Linked DNA regions of Zea mays: all the other regions are linked to region 3. Evidence: chromatin contacts called from public Hi-C data. All regions are on one chromosome and are shown on one strand. The core of a region is the stretch at or near the end of the contact, and the rest is flanking DNA. Distances in the headings are between cores, read along the strand shown.

What was found. Hi-C and Micro-C count contacts between places; a contact is called where the count stands out from the background.
Region 1: a contact with region 3 is called in a Hi-C map of bundle sheath, with 2.9 times the contacts expected there. The contact joins the promoter of LOC100384320 here to the promoter of LOC103650833 in region 3. A contact is called at or near these places in 5 of 25 Hi-C or Micro-C datasets (bundle sheath, ear, leaf and 1 more).
Region 2: a contact with region 3 is called in a Hi-C map of bundle sheath, with 2.1 times the contacts expected there. The contact joins the enhancer-like site here to the promoter of LOC103650833 in region 3. A contact is called at or near these places in 5 of 25 Hi-C or Micro-C datasets (bundle sheath, ear, leaf and 2 more).
Region 4: a contact with region 3 is called in a Hi-C map of endosperm, with 3 times the contacts expected there. The contact joins the promoter of LOC100273107 here to the promoter of LOC103650833 in region 3. A contact is called at or near these places in 8 of 25 Hi-C or Micro-C datasets (bundle sheath, ear, endosperm and 3 more).
Region 5: a Hi-C map of tassel shows a contact between it and region 3, with 7 times the contacts expected there. The contact joins the promoter of LOC100279329 here to the promoter of LOC103650833 in region 3. A contact is called at or near these places in 6 of 25 Hi-C or Micro-C datasets (bundle sheath, ear, leaf mesophyll and 2 more) and 1 of 3 datasets of contacts at active chromatin or transcription factors (leaf).
Region 6: a contact with region 3 is called in a Hi-C map of endosperm, with 2.2 times the contacts expected there. The contact joins the promoter of LOC100278652 here to the promoter of LOC103650833 in region 3. A contact is called at or near these places in 8 of 25 Hi-C or Micro-C datasets (bundle sheath, ear, endosperm and 4 more).

The regions. Positions count from the first base shown.
Region 1 is chr3:161,093,139-161,096,232 of Zm-B73-REFERENCE-NAM-5.0, forward strand. LOC100384320 (Calmodulin-binding transcription activator 4) reads right to left here and starts at 1,584. Exons shown (of 11, transcript NM_001365702.1): 1 at 1,242-1,584; 2 at 556-681; 3 at 339-454; 4 at 1-61. The coding sequence starts at 1,260.
Region 2 is chr3:162,058,538-162,061,624 of Zm-B73-REFERENCE-NAM-5.0, forward strand. LOC100281827 (Mitochondrial import receptor subunit TOM20-4) reads right to left here. Exons shown (of 6, transcript NM_001368107.1): 6 at 2,149-2,504. The coding sequence ends at 2,373. Among protein-coding and RNA genes, the nearest start is that of LOC100281827, 6.0 kb to the right of the region's middle. Within about 2 kb of position 1,269, at least 19 of the 20 cell types and tissues checked have an H3K27ac peak or open chromatin away from gene starts, as enhancers often do. A contact at or near this core is called in bundle sheath, ear, leaf and 2 more, where this site is marked.
Region 3 is chr3:161,582,651-161,585,508 of Zm-B73-REFERENCE-NAM-5.0, forward strand. It overlaps LOC103650833 (squamosa promoter-binding-like protein 2), which reads right to left and starts at 1,268. Exons shown (of 3, transcript XM_008676419.2): 1 at 1-1,268.
Region 4 is chr3:162,001,932-162,005,020 of Zm-B73-REFERENCE-NAM-5.0, forward strand. It overlaps LOC100273107, which reads left to right and starts at 1,711. Exons shown (of 3, transcript NM_001360214.1): 1 at 1,711-2,071; 2 at 2,275-2,437; 3 at 2,575-3,089. The coding sequence starts at 1,830.
Region 5 is chr3:161,169,643-161,172,710 of Zm-B73-REFERENCE-NAM-5.0, forward strand. LOC100279329 reads right to left here and starts at 1,334. Exons shown (of 14, transcript NR_176412.1): 1 at 973-1,334; 2 at 282-450; 3 at 54-186. It overlaps LOC100272251, which reads right to left. Exons shown (of 5, transcript NM_001146746.1): 5 at 2,347-2,964. The coding sequence ends at 2,875.
Region 6 is chr3:161,859,662-161,862,918 of Zm-B73-REFERENCE-NAM-5.0, forward strand. It overlaps LOC100278652, which reads left to right and starts at 1,828. Exons shown (of 1, transcript NM_001372465.1): 1 at 1,828-3,257. The coding sequence starts at 2,200.

The sequences.
Region 1 (3,094 bases), core at 334-2,833, 490 kb before region 3:
GAAATGTTGGATTTTTGTCTCCACGAGCATAGTAGCAATTCAGTGCATCCACATTATCAACCTGAAATTTCCAACATCAGAACTGAAAGGGAGGAAATTTGTATCATTGTGAAGGGGCATTAGGTACACATCTCATTATGAAATTGTCTATTTCTTATACAATCCACCCAATTCAGTTCGACTGCAAACCAAACATCTCTCAATGGCTTATTGTCTTATCAAGGTGATTACTCCCAAGCATATTCTGAGCAGCATTCATATCTATTAACTTCTGGAGAGATCTTTAACCAAGACATGAACACAGCACAGCAGTCCACCAAAAGGGTAAATGAACAGACCTTAAGGCGCTCATGGGCTTCATTAATGGTCTTCCCATTTCTCTTCTTTTGCCATTCAAATCCATCATTTCGGAAGTACCGGAGTACTCTACGGTTGAAAAGAAACCAAGAACCACCTGCAGGTTTCGGATTGGCTCATTTAATCACAGTCAGGACTAAATCAGCCAAAGCTTTGATCATGTATTTACGGTCCAAAACCAAAGGATGCATTTATTACTCTGTGGCTTCTGAGGGGGCTTATGCGAAATCGTGAACAGCTCATGATTCTGCAGTATCTTGAGAACTTCTTGAGGCTTTAGCCAGCGGGTCTTCACTACCTCTTGTAGCTTGCCTATGTCTAAGCCTGTACAGTAAAACCGTAGGCAGCCGTATTTGTTAACAAGAGATGGCAAGCTACAACACGCCGAACACATCGCGACTCAGAGTTCACAATTAAATAGAGTGTCACGTGGATGGTTAACCACCATTCAATTTGGTACATCAATCAATTTCCAAATATGACCAATTGGTATACAACCGTACCCGTAACCACTCCGGGTGGCGGGTGGTTTCACTCAGATAGAAATAAAGAAGACAGAGACGGAAAAGAACATTTTTTTAATGTTCTCGCAGCCTAGTAACTTCGTTTCTTCGATCAAGAAGTACTAACAAACTTGTTATTAAATCAAAAGACATATATAGTGAGGGAGCAGTAGCATTTCGTACAAGTAGCATAGCAGAGAAACAAAATCAATGGTTAACCAGTTGCATTTGTCGATCACTTTCAGGCAGCCTGGCGGCGCAGTCCCCCTTCTTCCTCGACCCCTCACATGGGTTCTTTTGCCGGAAATCGCACTCGGGGAACGCTCAAAAGCAACAGAAGGTTGCAACTTTGGAGCGAGGCGTTGTGGGACTCGGCGTTACCTTGCTGCTGCTGCTGCATGGCGCCGTGCCGACAAGCCCGCGCCGTGCTCCGAGCGAATCCAGCAAGAACTCGCGGGGGGGCGCCGCGGTGCCGAGGCCGATTTGAACCCAGTGGACTGGCCGGCCGACTCCTCGCCCTGTTGCCCGGAAGTCGAGTCCAAGTCGCCGCCGAGTGGCAGTCGCCACCGATCAGTCGCGAGACGCGCAAACTCTTATTGTTCCCAGGCGATAGCGACGCGCCTCCGCTGGCAATGACGCGCAGAAGCGCGGAGTGTTGAAGGGGGCGAGAAGGGGAGTGAGAACCAACGATGAACACGTGAGAGCAGGGCGGAGGAAAGCGGGGAAAGTGCGCGACAGATTCCAGCGCGGCGGTTGCTAACCACGAGAGGGGGAATTTTTGCTTTTTCTGTTGTTTGAGGTGGCGGATTATAGATCAACAGCTGCGGCGTCGGCGACCTGCAATGCAGTCCGCCGCGGTCTCGGTTAGTCGGTCCGGTCGGTCTCGGTGGCATTGTCGCAATCGCAAGCACACAGCCACAGGCAGGAAAGGACAAAGATGGAGCCCAGCCCAGCGCGAGCACCCGAACGATGCGTTGCTTGGTCCGTCGTGGTGGTTGTGATTGGAGACACCCAAACGATGATCGGCCGTCAGATCGAAAGCCGTCCCAAGTCTAATCCAAAGTTGAAGCCACCATAGTCAAATTCTAGCACTGTATGTGTTCTCACTCTGCCTTGCTTGCCGTGTCCCCGTTTCTTCTAGCGCGCCGCGAGTCTCTCAAGTCGGTTTCAGGAAGCCGTGTGTGCCGCCGGTGCCATGGCACCGTTTACTTTCCTGCCTTGCAGCACTTGCATTGTACTATGATGACAAGTACTCTCCACCAGCAAGTTTGTATTGTCATCTCCACGTCACTAGAACACAGTGATAGGAGGGCTTTAAGCTTTGACATTCTCGATGGTGGACCTTTCCTTGCTAGCATAGCGAATGATCGCCTTGCTAACCTCCTTGCCAGTCCCCGCAGGGCTCTCCTCTTCACGTTTATGTGTTGACCTGTCCTCGGCAAGACCGTTGTGTCACTGAAAGCTAACTTCATGAGGTACGTCCAAAATTGCCACCCATGTGGAGTTGGCCATGGTCAACAGTTGAACAGTCCTTAATGACCTCTCCTATCTGCCTTTTAGGCAGGGTCAAAGCTAGCAACCAAATTAAGATGACGCACCACCAAAATAATATATAAATATTTTATAGTATACAGTAAATATTAACTAATTTACTAATAAAATCTGGATCTACCATGGTGCCTGTGCACCCTGTCTCTAGGGTTAATGTTTTGGCTCTATTTGGCCACCTTTCGCCCCGTCCTTGTTGGAAGTGTTCTCTTATTCGGTCAAGATGATTGATTCTGAGTTTATCCTATTTAGCAGTGTGATTCTAAACGCTAAACGGTAAACAGTCGGTCATCCTTTGTTTACCGTTTAAACGGACTACATGGGCATTTAAACGGACTAAAAACGGATTGTACGGGATTAAACGACCTAAACGGTTAGCTACTGAGTAGCATTTAAACGGCGTGTAAACGGTCTAAACGGTCGTTTAGGATAACAATGATATTTAGGCTTTGTTCGTTTGTCCAAGATTCCACCTAGAAATAGTTCTAGCGGATTAAACTTTATATAAATTACACAAGCAATCCAGTTAGGAATCGTTCCAGGTGGCGGTTGCAAGGAAACCAAACGGACCCTTAATCTGTGTCTTGATCGAGAGCATGGCCCTATCCTTGGTTATAGTCCCTGATCACCAATGTTATATCAACATGGCATGGGCGACATAGAAGCCAACACGTTTCGCTTCCCAT
Region 2 (3,087 bases), core at 19-2,518, 480 kb after region 3:
ATAGCTTCTCTGTATGTCTTTATATATATATATATATATATATATATATATATATATATATATATATATATATATATACACATATATATATATATATATATATATATATATATATATATATATATATATATATATATATATATATCTTTTTTTGGTTTTTCCTGGGAACGAACGTGCACCTCATTAAGTAGGGGATATTATTGTTGCTGCGGAACGTAGTACGTGTTTGTTGACCAAAAGCCGCAATCAATATGGTTTGCTGATGATAAGGAACGCCATGCATGGTCCTTCCTTGCTTGATCGTCACTCACTCACGTAGTCGATCACGTGAGGTGAGTTGAGGGGCCAGCAGCAGACAGCCAACAGGGGGAGCGGGAGGAGATGGACGACTGATCGATCGGTCACTGCTATTCATCACTACCACGTGTACGGTACCACTCTGGATCGGACGCTGCTTGCAACGCACTCATATACTATATGCCATGCATGCATGCATGGATCGGCCACACGGGGAGTGGTGATATGCATGCATGAGCGAGGACGAGGAGGGGCATGTGCTAATCCGATTGGATCCGATGCAACAACCCATGGCGCGCCCATGCATGCGTGCACGGTGATGGTCCGTCCGGTCGGCCGGGCGCCCCGGCACTGTTGCTGCTGCCAGCAACCTGCTCCTACGATCGGGTCAACGTGCCGCGCCCGCGTGCAAAGCTAGCATAGCATAGCATAGCAGGCGTGAGGAGGAAGGAAGCATCGCTTTGGCTTGATTTGGCTTTCTTCTATTCATGCATCATCCGTGTCCGTACTCCGTAGCCGTGCCCACCCCTACGCGCGACCACGCTCTTACTGTACGCCCCGAGCCGCGACACGGCTCCAGCCTTGAAGTCGCGCTTGTCCGTGCATCAGCCATGGACAGGAGAGGGCGTGCCGGGTCAGAGCGAGCTAGGACATCGAGGCCCAGTAGTATATAGATGTGCACACGACACGGGTTGCCTGGTTGAAACACAGGCAGAGCACGCGGCGTCTGGTCATCGATCTTGACATGGTCTACTCGACCAGTCCGAGACCCACATCGTCGTCTCTACGTGGAAACGAGAGGACGCGACACTATGAACTAGGAAGCAGGGTATTTGCACCGCCGGAGCCGGGGGAGGGGGTGTTTTGTGTTTAACAGACGAAAGGGTGTGGTATTTTGGTGGGCTCCTAGCGGTCTAGGCCACCACCGAGCCAACTATTGTTTGTTGATTGGGCCGCCCGAGCACGAGCAGCAGCCCTGCTAGCTATGTAATGGGTCGTGCTGCTGATTCTAGCCCACACAACATTTGCCCGTACCGTGTATATGCCAGACAGAAAATCGTGCTTCGTACCGAGGAAGGTGTCGTTCGTGACCCGGGTTGCATTGCACCTGCACGCGTCGGCGTCCGTCCATCATGAGCGAACATGAGTTAGGTCCTAGGAGACCGACTGGCCCTGCAGTTACTGCACCAACCAACGCATCATCAGCCCGCGCTCGAGCGCGTCGCGTGACACGCCACCATGGGCCAAGGCCACCTTTTCGTGATCTTCCAGGAATGCCCACCTGCGGCCGGCCCGGACGGGGTTTTAGGTGTACGACGTTGGTAGGGTACGCGACGGGTACGGGGAGATGATGGCCCTGCTTTCAGCTTCACGAGAAGCGGAGAAGCTATGTACCGTAGTCCGTAGACTCCCAAATGCTCAGTTTTTTAGATTGTTTCTATAAAAGTCACTTTTGTCAAAACCATCTAACATCAACGTAAACACTGAATCGGTCTAGTCGTTACAATACTAGAAAACCGTCACCTACATCATAAACCTTATAAACACTTTTATTTTCCTCCGGACCTAGAAAATACTCAAATTCTTTTCACAAACAGATTATCAGAAAAGATACTTAGAACAAAGTTGAACCAAACGGGCTCGATGACGACGGGAGGATAAAGATCCTTAGAATAAAGTTGAACCTAATTCTACAGCTAATTACACAAAGCAAAATTTGAGAACACCAGAGTTCTACATGCTGTCGTAAAAAAAAACAAAGCATACATTTATTTGCGGTGTTGAACAGCATGTCCACTTTATGTATGGCACCATTTGAGAACATTCAGTATTCATAGAGAACGCAAAAAGTCGCAACACTGTATGTTTTTTGCCTCAAAACGGTATCAAGGTAAGCAAAGTACAAAACTATCCAGCAGCACATGAGGCTCGAAAAGAACAAGCATGAAAATTTGAGCAAACCGTATGGAAACACCTCTCTCCTCTCCATACAACACTAGCACCTAGAAGGTTCTGGGACACCTTAATATAGGCATGCCATCATTTGCAAAGCGTTCTTGGCACTCGATCAGTTCTCACCTGGCTGGTGGCGTCGGGGGAGGCATGCTTGCTCTTGCCAATCCAACCCAAGCAACAATGCCGGCGCCAAGGATCACCCATCCACAAACATCGTACCAGAAGTCATTGTCCTTCTTCTTCCTTGATTGCTGCAAATAATGGTGTCAGCTTAAATTGGGCACCAGGCAAGGCACACATCAAACCACATACCATATGAAATCACTATTATAAACTATCATCAACATAGCCTTTTAGTACCAAACAAGTTGGGTAGGCTAGAGTTGAAACCCAACAAGAAGTCACAAAAAGAGAAAAGAGAGAGAAAGGGGAGGGGAAAAACCTTTTGAGAGAACTAAAATAGAAAAGGCCTAATCACGATTCGGGCTCGTGGATGGCTTTTTTCCAATCACTTCTATCCAAACACATCTCCTTTGGGATATTACATTTCTTCAAGTTAGTGGCGGACTCACCGCCCAGCCACCCCGGGCGGCTGAGCGGGCTCACCTTCTCCAAACGTGTATAAATATACGTATTTCAGCAGTATACTTTAGTGTGGGCAACAATTAGGCTTATGTTTGTGTCAACGTTATCTTTTAATATTTGCCTAGGCTTTCGAATTTTTCTGGGTCCGCCACTGCTTCAAGTCCCTTTTGATTGCCTCCTCCCATGTCAAGTTTGGCTGTCATCTACCTCTTCACATTATTGTCCCGCCTTATGATGCCTCTGTGCACC
Region 3 (2,858 bases), core at 18-2,517:
TCGCTGGTGGCGGCCGGCTCCGAAATGGTGGATTTTGGGAGGCCTTTCTGCTCTGCTGGCTGCTGCTGCGTGCGCAGGCCGTTGGAGACGGAACAACAGCTGTGTACTGCTCGCCCAGAGAGCAAAAGCAAAGTTGATGGCAACCAAAAAGCTTTGGAGGACGGGAAAGAGAGAGAGAGATCACAGCGGCGGCGGCGGCGGCGGCAGCAACAGCAACAGCATGCAATTAAAGAATCCAAGAGCAGCGGGCGGGAGCGGCAAGAAAGGAAGGGACGAGACAAGGGGCTGGGTTCTTGGGTGCTCGGCCGCCCGCCGGGCAGAGCGGTGGGTTAAGCTTTAAAGCGAGCGGAGGACACGGATGGATGGATGGAAGCAAGCACCTCCTCTCCTCCGAGAAAAAGGCGGACGAGGCGAGGGAAGGCAAGGAAGAGGAGGGAAGGGGGCGGGGCAGTGCCAGTGGTTGCAGACAGCACAGGAACAGGACGACGACGGAGGAGACTCCTATTGGAGGACTCCAAACTCCAAAGGTGGCAATAATTGCCGAGACCCGAGAGGCGAGCTGGGGGCACCTCCCACTGCTCACTCGACTCCCCCCTTCTTTATTTTCTTACCAATGGCAGTAAACATACAGTGTGTGGGTGTGATGTGTGGTTGGGGAGGGTAGGTGGGAGAGGGAGAAGGAGAAGGAAATAAGGAATCAGACAGACAGACAGACACACAGCAGCAAGCAGATGGATGTGTGGCAAAAGATTTCAGAGATAAAAAGGGAAGAAGAAGAAGCAGCAGCAGGTACCACTCTCGAACAAGAAGCAAGCGGAGGACGGAGTGGCTGAAGGCAATGCAGTGAAGAACATCCACCAAGAGCAAGGTGGAGGATTCTCCCTTCTTTGGTGGTTGCTGCTAGCTAGCTACTACTGCCTTTTCCTCCGGTTTGCTCCTTCAGCTCGGCAGCCCCTATGAGTAGGCTTTGCCTTGCCTCCTTGCGCTTGAGGATTGGTTTCTTCTCAAGTGGGGTTGCAAGGAAGCTCAGTCACTGCGCCAGCAAATGGGCAAGGCGGCAAAGATGAGGAGAGCTACCACTGCGCGCACCAGCTGAACCACTCCCTCCTAATTAAAATACAATACTCGTTAACAGAAACCCGGAGATAGAGGGGCTCTGATGGCTGATGAGAAGGACTAATAAAACTTAAGTGCAGAGGCTCCTCCTCCCTCTCACCTTTTGTAGCGGGGGTGGAGTGGAGGTGGAGGGCAGGGGGGGGAAAAGTACAAAAGTTGGGAAAGAGCTGGATTTACATGGAGGAGCAATGGAAAAAAGGGAGGAGAGGGGAGGTTAGGCAGGCGCAGGGGCAGGAGGAGCAGCTTTTTCTCCTGTCTTCTTCTTTCTTTTCCCTACTGCGTTTTTGTGTTCTGTGCTGTGCTGCCGCTGCCGCTGCTGTGTGCTACTGTGCCATGCTGCCTCGTCCCAGCTGACATGGTCATGTTTCACAGACCACAGCCAGAGCGCACCACGGCATCATCCAATATTGCTCCATGCACTCCCAAAAGCGCGTGTCATGAGATGCATGAGCTTATATGCCCACATCCACGGTAGATAGAGCCTTTCTTTTCTAGGGCGTCTCCTCCTTCTTTTTTTTTTTTTTTGCTGTGCTATTCTTGGGTCCTGAGGTCTGAACATCTGAGCATGTATTTTTCTTTCCCTTTTGTCACTGTCACACTCACGTAGAGCTTGATATGATAGACAATCTACGTAGTCCGTAGAGCCTTTCTTTCCTAGCACTTCTCCTTCCTTTGCTGTGCTACCCTTAGTAGATTCTAAGGTTTAAACATTTTAGCATGTGTTTTTCATTTTCTTCCTTGATCAGACTAAAGCTATCTGTTTGGACCGTTACAGCTACAATCCACAAAGACAAGACACTATAAATACAGTAGAAGTCGGTATAGATTGAAGCATATAATAGAATTGTTAAAAACGGCGTCAAGAGTGCGAGAAGCATTGGTACCACGCATCGCGAATACGATAGTATTTCCGAGATTCGCCTCGACATGTACTGAACATCCATATATATTTTTTCACCTTTTGTAGCGATAAGAGTACAATACAGGTTCCGCGCTTACATAAAATAAGCGGAACCGGCGAATTGGCTTTCATGGAACAGAAACAAACCGATATCATATACTCCTAGTTGTGAGCAGCTAGCGGACGGCTTTGTTTACAGCCTCGACCGAAAAAAAAGTAACATATATTCTTAAAGCACCTTGGTGTGAAGAATGTGCTGTGTGCATGGTCGACTTCTCTCTACCTAGCTCCTTTGTGTTGGGTTGACGACGTGGTCCCTCTAGCGAAGCAAAGTGTATTGTATCTACGCCTTTCTTTTCAATTTGCTCAGCAGGGAGAGGACTGTAATTAAGAGCATAGTTTTATTCCCCTGACGAGGATTATTATTATTTTTATCTCCGCTGCCGCCGATGCAGCTATGGAACTACGTGAGGTCCAAGTTCCCAAGTCTTGATTAGCTCTAGTCGTAGTAGTGATGCGATGCCGTACTGTTTGGTTCCTAGTTTTCACACGCTGACCAATGGTCAAGAAAAAAAGAGTCGCGCGCGTACTGTTCTGAGAGAGGCACAGGGACAGAACGTGGTTATCTATCTTTCTATCTTTGGCCGGCCCGCTCACCAACACGTAGGTGCTGCCTTGGTGGCGAGGGTCCGTGGTTTGCAGCCAGCCAGGAGCGATTCCTCCGGTTAAGACCGTCTCCAGCAATAGTTTTTTATATTCATCTATTATATCTCTCATTTATAGTCTTCTCTAAAAAATTTTATTTCTATATTTTCTTCATCTCCAACAACATCCTTCAAAT
Region 4 (3,089 bases), core at 461-2,960, 420 kb after region 3:
ACACCTCTAAAAACACGCTCAGGAAAGGTTAAGATGTAAACCCCGAAGGTAAGAGGCCACGTCACCTCCTCATCCGAGACCTCTCCCTGAGGGTTTTACGCCTGAGGCAAATCTCCGTCTCGCCCGAGCCTATCACAGCTTATGCTCGAAGCTACCTTGTCCTACCATCGCTCCGTCCATCTCGTCTGAGCCAGTATCAAGCAGAGAGGACAAGGCACACCCGAAGGCAGCGGGGGACACTCGCATTTAATGCGCACACCTACCCTAAGTCGATGTACATGAGCACAGTGGTAACAAGACAACAGACGCGTCTAGGCGCAATAGCATGATTACAGTCGTGTCACTGTACACACACGCCATCTGCCATACCCTGATGGGACATCTGATAACGACAGAGATAGTAGACCAGCCCTCGGGCGCAAATATCCGCCTCGCCCGACGCTGGGTTCGCCCTTGGGCGTAATATCTGTCTCGCCCGATGCTGATCTCGTCCTCGGGTGCTGTCTCCGCCTCGTCCCGAGCTCAGCCTCGGTTACCTGCTCCACCGCGAATCCCGCAGGCGGCCACCCCGCCAACTATGATACACGTCAGGGAAGGATCGACCATCGCCTCGGAAAGACTTCTGCCTCGCCCGAGCAGGGCTCTAACCTCGATATCCGCAGCGAAGGAATCCCAACATTACCCAGCATAGGGACACTGACGCATCCCGTAAGCAGCCTTTCTACCTATACCGAAGCGCTGTTATAATAACTACGGTATAAGCAACCCCTTCATGAGCAAGTCGACAAAAAAATTCTAGCCGTTTCAGATTGGCAGTTTGTTCACATACAATTTTGCGATATACTACGGGCTAAGGAGGGGGTTAATGGTTGGATTGTTACAATCTTTTTGTGTTAACATATTAAAAGTTCTTTATACATACTTTTCCAGCTTGCAAAAGCCACCGTTACATTGCAATGAGAAACTGAAACGAGGGCAGAGAAATTTCGTTGTAGTACTGTAAGTTTTAATCCGCAAGTCATATAGTATGAAAATAAAAGCAAACAACAGGACTCCATGGTTGTTAAAGAAAACATGACTACAAGGTGTAGTACTCAGTACGGGTGTATTAATACCACATTCTGACTGTACTATCCCCGGACGTCTCAAATAAAACAAACCAAAATAAATAAAAATAAAACTCTATTAATCCAAAAAAACACAAAACTCTATTAATCCTTCTTGTCTGTAAGGAGTTAAACAGTTCCAAATCTTGTTAGATAAGCAAAACCAATATAATAATCACATATTTAAGTAAGTAATTTATTAATACTACCCAAACGGCAAACGCAAGTATGAAAAAGGAGAGGAAACTCCCCCCCATTGCAGTGTCCTTGTTTTTCCCAGGCTTTTCCCTCAGAAAAAGCAGGCGGTAAATAAAGCACTGGTACTACTGGCGAGCATTGATGCTTTTCATTGAAGAGGTGAGCAGTCTGCGTGGGCGCGCATTCGCAGCACTCATGCGGTCAGCTCCGCCCCTGCGAATACTACTGGCACATTTGGAAGGGCATTGAAAGCAGTAAAAACTGAAGCTAGCTACCTCCAATGACAGCCTGGACCCCTCCACGGCCCACGGTACGGCGGAGACGCTCCTCCTTCGCCTCCTAGCTCCTTTCCTATATAAAAGCCCTCTGCCTTGCTCGCCCTTCTAGCACACAAGCACACCGCTCCGCACTTCTCCCTGTCGTCTCGCCCGCCCGCGCGCGCGGTCGTTTAACCTTTTTTCTCCCACCGCTCGCCCCGTCCCGCTTTCCCCCCGGCAGCGACGACTCCTGCGGAGGTACAGAGAGATGAGGACGAGGAGCGGGTCCCGGTATTCCAACGGCGGCGAGGTGGTTGCCTTGGTGGGTCAGAAGAGGAAGAGGTCGCCGTCGGCCGTCGCCGGAGAGTGCGACTGCGGCGGGCGCAGGAAGCGGCCTGCCGGCGAGCCGGACTACCTGGACGCGCTTCCCGATGACCTTGTCCTCTCCATCCTGTCCAAGCTCGCCGCCGCCTCCTCGGCGCCGTCCGACCTGCTCTCGGTCCACCTCACGTACGTCTGCCTGCCTGCCCGAGCATCCTTTGCGTTTTGTCATCAACTCCTCGTGTTTCCTCGCACGGCGAGCGCACCGTCTCCCTCGCGCTATGGAGTAATCGAAATGCGTGGGGGGGAGCGACGGCAGTTGTGCTGTTTTCGGAAACATAAGCTGGAGGGAGAGGCCAAGGATCGTGCGCTGACGTCTTTCGCGTTTGCAGGTGCAAGAGGCTGAACGAGCTCGGCAGCCATGACATGGTGTTCGCCAAGGCCTCGCCGGCGTCGCTGGCGGTCAAGGCGGCGGCGTGGTCCGAGCCGGCGCAGAGGTTCCTCAAGCGCTGCGCCGACGCCGGCAACCTCGAGGCCTGCTACAACCTGGGCATGGTACGCCACGCGACCCAAACCCTAACGAGTTGCAAGTAGACTTGATCGGGTCGATTCCGTTGCTTCCTCTCGACTCAAGCGCGCATGGCATGGTCATGGTGGATATGGGCGCTGACCTGGGACGCTCGCTTCTGCAGATCCGCTTCTACTGCCTGGGCAGCCGCAGCGGCGGCGCGGCGCTGCTGGCGAGGGCGGCCGTCGGCGGGCACGCGGCGGCGCTCTACTCGCTGGCGGTCATCCAGTTCAACGGCAGCGGCGGGGCCAAGTCGGACCGCGACCTGCGCGCGGGGGCTGCCCTGTGCGCGCGCGCGGCCTCGCTGGGCCACGTCGACGCGCTCCGCGAGCTCGGGCACTGCCTCCAGGACGGCTACGGCGTGCGGCGGGACCCCGCCGAGGGCCGGCGCCTGCTGGTCGCGGCGAACGCCCGCGAGCTCACGCTCGCGCTCTCCGCGGCCGCCTCGCGCCACGCCGTCGCCGCGCTGCCCTTCGCCGCGGCCGCCGGCGTCGTCGGCGGCGGCGGGGGGTGCCCCCTCCTGTCCGACTTCGGGTGGAGCCTCCCCGAGGCGGAGCCCCACGCGGCGAACCAGTTCATGGTGGACTGGTGGGCCTCCCGCTGCGCCGCCCAGGCGGGCGGGAAGAAGGACGGCGACGG
Region 5 (3,068 bases), core at 84-2,583, 410 kb before region 3:
TTAAAAGATGAATATAGGTGAGGCGCACAGAAACCGTGGGAGCATTCACAGACCTTGCACCATCTTTTGCAACGCCTCGACTGCAAGCGTGTCCGCGAGAACAAATACAGGGTTTCGGGTCATGACCTTGGAGACCGGTGTCTCTTCCATCTTCAACTCACGAGCAATCACCCTTGTGGTTATGTCCTGACCAGCGTTCCCAAAATACAGCATACAGTGAGAAATGGGAACATCTAAGGCGGCACTGACACGAAAAAAAAAGCGAAGGAACATCCCCTCACCTTGTCGGTGAGGATCCCACAGAGCAAAGCGTTGGAGTCAGTCAGCAGCACGGCGTCAACCCTGCGTGACGCCATCCTCCGACAAGCCTCGTGCACGGTTGTGTGATCCGGTATCGTCAGCGCCTTGGACAGCCTCAGCCTTTTCACGGTCCTCTCGCCGGTCAGTGACCTGGAAAGAATCACACGAGGTACGTTTTTTTTCAGCTGTGAAGATTTTGGTCTTGTCCATTTGATAGAGCAGGCATGGCAATATAATCATGGCTTGACAGCAATCAATGTCGTGTTGCAATCTTGCTTGTGTTAGTGAAACGTGTGTGGTTTACGTTACACGCGAAATTCCACAGCCGGAGTCATGCGTATGTGGTACGGCATGGTTGTAAGAGTTGAATGGGATTCAGCACTTGTCTGTTGTAACTGAAAAACGGCCCGTACTTGGTATTGTTAGACTAAAAAGTGCGTAACATCCATCGATTCCACAAACCGGGGGAGGTGTCAAATCTAGGCTATGGAAGCTCCCAGCTACAAACAAAGCGAGGCACACGGAAGCTACTCCAGGTTGACACGCGACGCGACGCTTGAAGCCTTGATCCGAAGACACCATGCGTCCATGCCACAGAGACGGTAGGTACGGAGCACGGTCTACGCTACGCATAACAAGGGCAGAGCAAGGCGGGTGCGGCGGATCACGTACGTGGAGTGGCCGCGGGAGAGGGAGACGGAGGACCGCCTGGAGGGCGGCGGGGCGTCATGGCCGTGCCCGTTCTCGGCGGGCAGGACCCTCCTCCTGGATCCGGAGGACGATGAGACGTTCCTCCGGCCGGCGCCCGCGCCCGCGCCGCCGTCCATCTCCCGGCGCGCGCCGCCCGCCGGGGGAAGCGAGAGCCTCCGATCGGCGACGGCGCTGATCCGCGGCGGCGCAGGAGCGGGGGATTCTCTTTGTCTCGCCCGCTGGCTCCCGCGAATCAGGAGCGCTCCCCAATAGGTGGGGGAAGGCGGAGACCGGAGACGGGGCCGAAGGTCGCGGCGTGCGGCAGGGTATCTAAAATTTTCCTTCTTTTTTTTCGCCGAGCTGGTGGGTGCTGGGTGGTGGTGTTCGGATGCCCCCGTCCCGTGCGTGCGCGCCTGGCCTGGCCCGCGTGGTGTTTGCTTTGCGCATTCGTGTCGACGAGAGGCGGCTGAGTGGCTGACGGCTGGGGCTGGATAATGCCGCGAGGCGTGCGATGCGGATGTGGGGACCATAGCAGACTGCAGAGAGAGCAGCTCCGGGCCTCCGATCGAAATCCAACCGTGTCGACGCGGCCCACGCCACCCGTCGGGCGGCCGACCCGCGCAATCCCGCGTCGACACGACTGTTTAGACGCATGGCGGTGGTGATGTGTCGCCCGCGGGACGGGACACGGGACTGACCACCGCGCCGCGCCGCTTCCCTGAGGTGAGGGGCCGGGGACGCCGCCGGGCAGTATATATACCGCTGCCGGGCGGCGAGCGCTGGTGGCCGTGCACCAGAAGGCCGAACACCTGGCGCCGGCCGCCGGGAGACAATGCCTCAGCTCGCGTGCAATGCAAATGCTACGAGAGCGGGCGGCTTGGGGTCCTCTCTCCGTCTCGACCACGCCAGTTCGACCAGGTACGCCGTCGCCGGCGGCGGATGGATGGCTAGGTCGTCGCTCCTTCATTCTTCTGTTACTTCCGCCACGCATTCTTAAAGGGTGTTTGGTTTGTAGGGACTAATTTTTAGTCCCTACATTTTATTCCACTTTAGTTACAAAATTATCAAATATAGAAACTAAAACTCTATTGTAGTTTCTATATTTGTCAATTTATATACTAAAATGGAACAAAATGAAGGGACTAAACATTAGTCCCTAGAAACCAAACACCCCCTTAGATACTTCCTCCATACTCGGTCAGTCTAACTTTCCTCCATCTAGTAGTATTATGTTTTATTATATCAAATATTTCGATTTGATCGGCAATTTTTTTTAAAAAAAATTATATAGGTTAACGACATAAGATTTTGTTTTCGTATCATTATTATGACAACTGCTTTCAGCACACAGTATATAATTCACAGATATTACCTTTCAGCCCACTGACGCCTAGGGCAACTGCATAAACACAAGTGTACAGCACAATTTTTATCACAAACTTGCGAAAACATCCGGCTAGATTTGACACCCAACCCGCCCTCTCTTTTTTGCAGATGAAATCATGCAAGCCTGTACCATTAAAAGGAGTTAGCTACTGATTGAAAATTTGACATCTGCTAGGCAATCACATAATTTTACAGCATCACACTTTTTCTGCACATCACACTAGGTAAGAGGAGCGTGAGACCCAGGCTCCACGAGGGTCACTGCAGGTTGGCACATCCAAACAAACATAAGCAGCAAGCACAGTGCTAGGAAATAAACTTTGTGCGACAACGTAACGGGGCTTAAGTTCGGCAAGGAGCGGCACAGTTTCCGCATCCTGTTATTGAACTCCACTTCCTCGGCTAACCTTGCCAGCAGCCACCTTGACAAACCTCAGCTACACAACAATAGTATGCGGCACCGGCACCGCCCCGTTAGCAACAGATGCACGCCCCGTTTCATTTGTCGGTTGCACGCTCTGCCGAGTAAAGCAACATCTGGCTGCTTGTACTTGCACCGGCACCACCATTGTTTTCTTTTGCCAACATCTGCATTTCATCATAATAGAGAACTTCAGACTAACATGCGAGGAATACATAGCTGCATTTACCAATTTCGTAAAAAATGATTCATAGTGAGCAATAATCTCTTT
Region 6 (3,257 bases), core at 578-3,077, 280 kb after region 3:
CACACCGGCCACCGCAGCAGGCATTCATGCCGTGCGCCTGCCCCTGCCCCTGACCGGCGCCGCGTACCGAACCTGCTCGGGCTGACGTGCTTTGCCCTTTGCCTTTGCCTTTGCCTTGCCTGCCTCGCTCTCGCTGCGCCAAAGCCTGGACACGACGACACCCGATAGCAAAGCAACCTCATAGCTAGCTAGGCTCGCCTTCGCGGCGGCCTGACAGCCCTGCACTGGAGCTAGGGCGCCGTCGGCATGCGTGGGCCAGCCAGCCAGCCAGCCAGCCAAGAGCCAACCGGCGGGTTCGTAGCATACGATGGTGAGGGCGGTGCCTCCTCCTGTCCTGCATGGTGGTGTCTCTCACAGCCGAGAATCTTTTCAGACGGCGATCCGATTGCGATGCGGCTGTTCACGACTTGGTCAGAACTCAGAACGCGCCCGGCCTGCATGCATGTGAGAGGTGCAGGACCCTTCTTTGCGTTTTGTGGTCCGACAGACACGATCTCGGCGTCGTCAGTCAGGGTCGATGGGGCGCAGCGCGGGCGGCTGTAGCACCCAGCTTCCACAGCGAGCGGCTGCGGCAGCTGCAGCTGCACCGTGAAACCATACATACCTTGGTGAGCGGGTGATACAGTCTGTGGCACTGCTGTGCCGTGCAGAGATATATATGGAGGGGGGACAAGGATCCACGAGCGAAAGGGCGTGTGCTACAGCAGCGGTTGCGTTGCGGGTACTACTCCAGTTAAGCGCCATTGGCCATTCCGTCCCCCCACGCATTGGTTGCATTGCCAGACAGTTGTGCTGGGCATCCGAGGCAGGCGCCTTTCAGCTACTACTCTCTTCGAGTATATACCTAGGCCGGAGGAGCAGAACATGCATGATTGATCGATCGGTGGTTGGTTAATCCGGCTGGCTTCAGGCTAGCAAGCTGCATGGGGGCACCACGAACCACGTGATCCGACCGGCGGCCGCTTCCTCCCCCTCCTTTCCGGTGCAAGCGCATCATCGTGGCATGTCCACCTCCCTCCCCTCCCTGGCTCCCTGCACAAACCACCCGTGTCCGGTTCGGCCTACGGCTTCCCTGTTGCTTCCCGCCGACCGAATCCCCCCGTCGCGTTTCGTTTCGTTTCGTTTCAGCAAGCGCATGCAGCACAGCACGCACCCGCATACCTGCAACCGACGCAACGACCTGCACGTTATGCGTGGTCCCCCCGAGCCCACCGGCACGGCGTACGTACGTACGCGCCGTAATATTATTGGGATCGGACGTGACACAACACAACGCCTGCAACCACCGTTGTATATCCGTGGACGTGGAGTGTGCGAGTGACAAGCGCATGCCGACGGGGGGGCATCGCTGTAGCTGCTTGCGGCTGGGGCACTGTTCCGCGCCACCGAAACTGACGTGGCGGCCCGGTCGGCATCAACGAACCCAACCACCTGATAACGCGACTGCTTGCTTTGCTCTGTTTTGTGTCCGTGCGAGCTCATCGTTTCCACTGCGACATGGCTGGGCTGGGCAGGTTCTCTAGCCATCTGGGATCGGTGCAGGCAGCAGCGGCGTGGGTTCGGTTCACGCCTGGGTACCGCAACAGTGCGTTCAGTACGGACATGTGGTGGTGCCTACGGCCTGTCTGTCCTGTGGTTTGCTCTAAGCTCCGGATGTGGGTGTGAGCAGACCTGTTGCTTAACGGCACTCACTCGTCCAACGCCTTGACCTCACTCTCTTCGCGCTGTGTGTCACTCACTGTGTGTGAGTGAGAGAGAGCGGCAAGGCAACTAGGCAAGCAAGTAAACGTGACGGTGGGGGCGGCCGTCCCCAGAAACGGGCGAATAAAGAGCGTCACCAGACAAAGATTTCAGAGCGCATATGCAACGCTGCGTTTTCGCGTCAGGCGAGGCGGAAATCGTGGCAGCGGCAGCGGCAGCCGAGCCGAGCCTGAACGGCTGCCACTGCTGCCACACCACCATCACTCACCTCTCCCACGCCCCCACCACCAGACCTTCATGAGTTGATGTGATTGATAAATAACGCGTCAGGTCGCGCTGTCCACACCTCCCGCGGCTCGCCAAGCTCCGCTCACACCTCACAGTCACAGCAGCATGACTCTGTAGTCCATCTCCCTTTGCAGCCGCCGCCGCCGCCGCCTCGAGTGGCTCCCAGATCCGAGCCGACGCCGGAGCAGGGACAAGCCGCTGCCAGCGGCAATGGCGGACGCCGTGGGGGCGCTACCTCCTCCTCCTCTGCCGCCGCCGCCGGAGTGCGAGTCCGGGAGGTCCTCGCCGTCCCACGCCGCGTCGCCGGAGTTCGAGTTCTGGATGGTGGGCAGGAACCCGTCCCCGGCGCTGCTCACCGCCGACGAGCTCTTCTCCGGCGGCGTCGTGCTCCCGCTCCACACCCTCCAGGCGCCAGGCGCTCCGGACGGCGACGGCGCGCCTCAGCCTCAAGCCGACGCGGACGCGGACGCGGACGCCGCGGCGCTCCCGCTGCCTGACGCGCAGGCGCAGGTGGAAGGGGAGGCCGCGCAGCCGCTCGCGGAGTCCGCCATCGCGCCGACGCCGGACCTCCCCGCGGTCACGTTCAAGTGGAAGGACATCTTCAAGGCGGGCGCCGGCGCCGGCGCCGAGGGCAAGGAGCGCAAGAAGGTGGAACGGCGCGTGAGCAGCGTCAGCGGGAACGCCGAGCTGATTAACATCAACATATGGCCTTTCTCCAGGAGCCGCTCCGCCGGAGCAGGTGCCGGCACCTTGAGTAGGGCCAAGCCCAATCCGAATCCAAACCCAAACCCCAACCCCAACGCCGCCGTCGCCGCCAGCGGCGGCGCCAGCGTTAACGCCAACACCACCGCCAATGCCACCGCCCCGAGCGCGCCGCCGGCCCCGGCGCCGGTCCCGCGCAAGGTGAGCAGCGCGCCGTGCTCCCGTAGCAACTCCCGCGGGGAGTCCTCCGGGCCTGTGCCGACCATCCCCACCGCCACTGCAACTGCAGCGCCAGAAGCAGCAGCCGGAGAAGAAGACGCCGACGCGGCCACCCAGGTTCAGGCGGCGCCACTGACCGCCGCCGGCACATCCAGCGCCACGTCCATGTTGAGGAGGTGGGTGCCCGGACAGGGCCGTAATAACAACAACGCAGCAGGGCCCGGCGGCATCCGCGTGGGGCGGCCCAGCGCCGTGTGGAAGCTGAGGCGCAACAAGCTGCAGCAAACCGCCGCCGAGCAGAAGCAGGTGGGCGGCAAGAAGAAGGCGGCCCCGGCCCAGGAACCCGC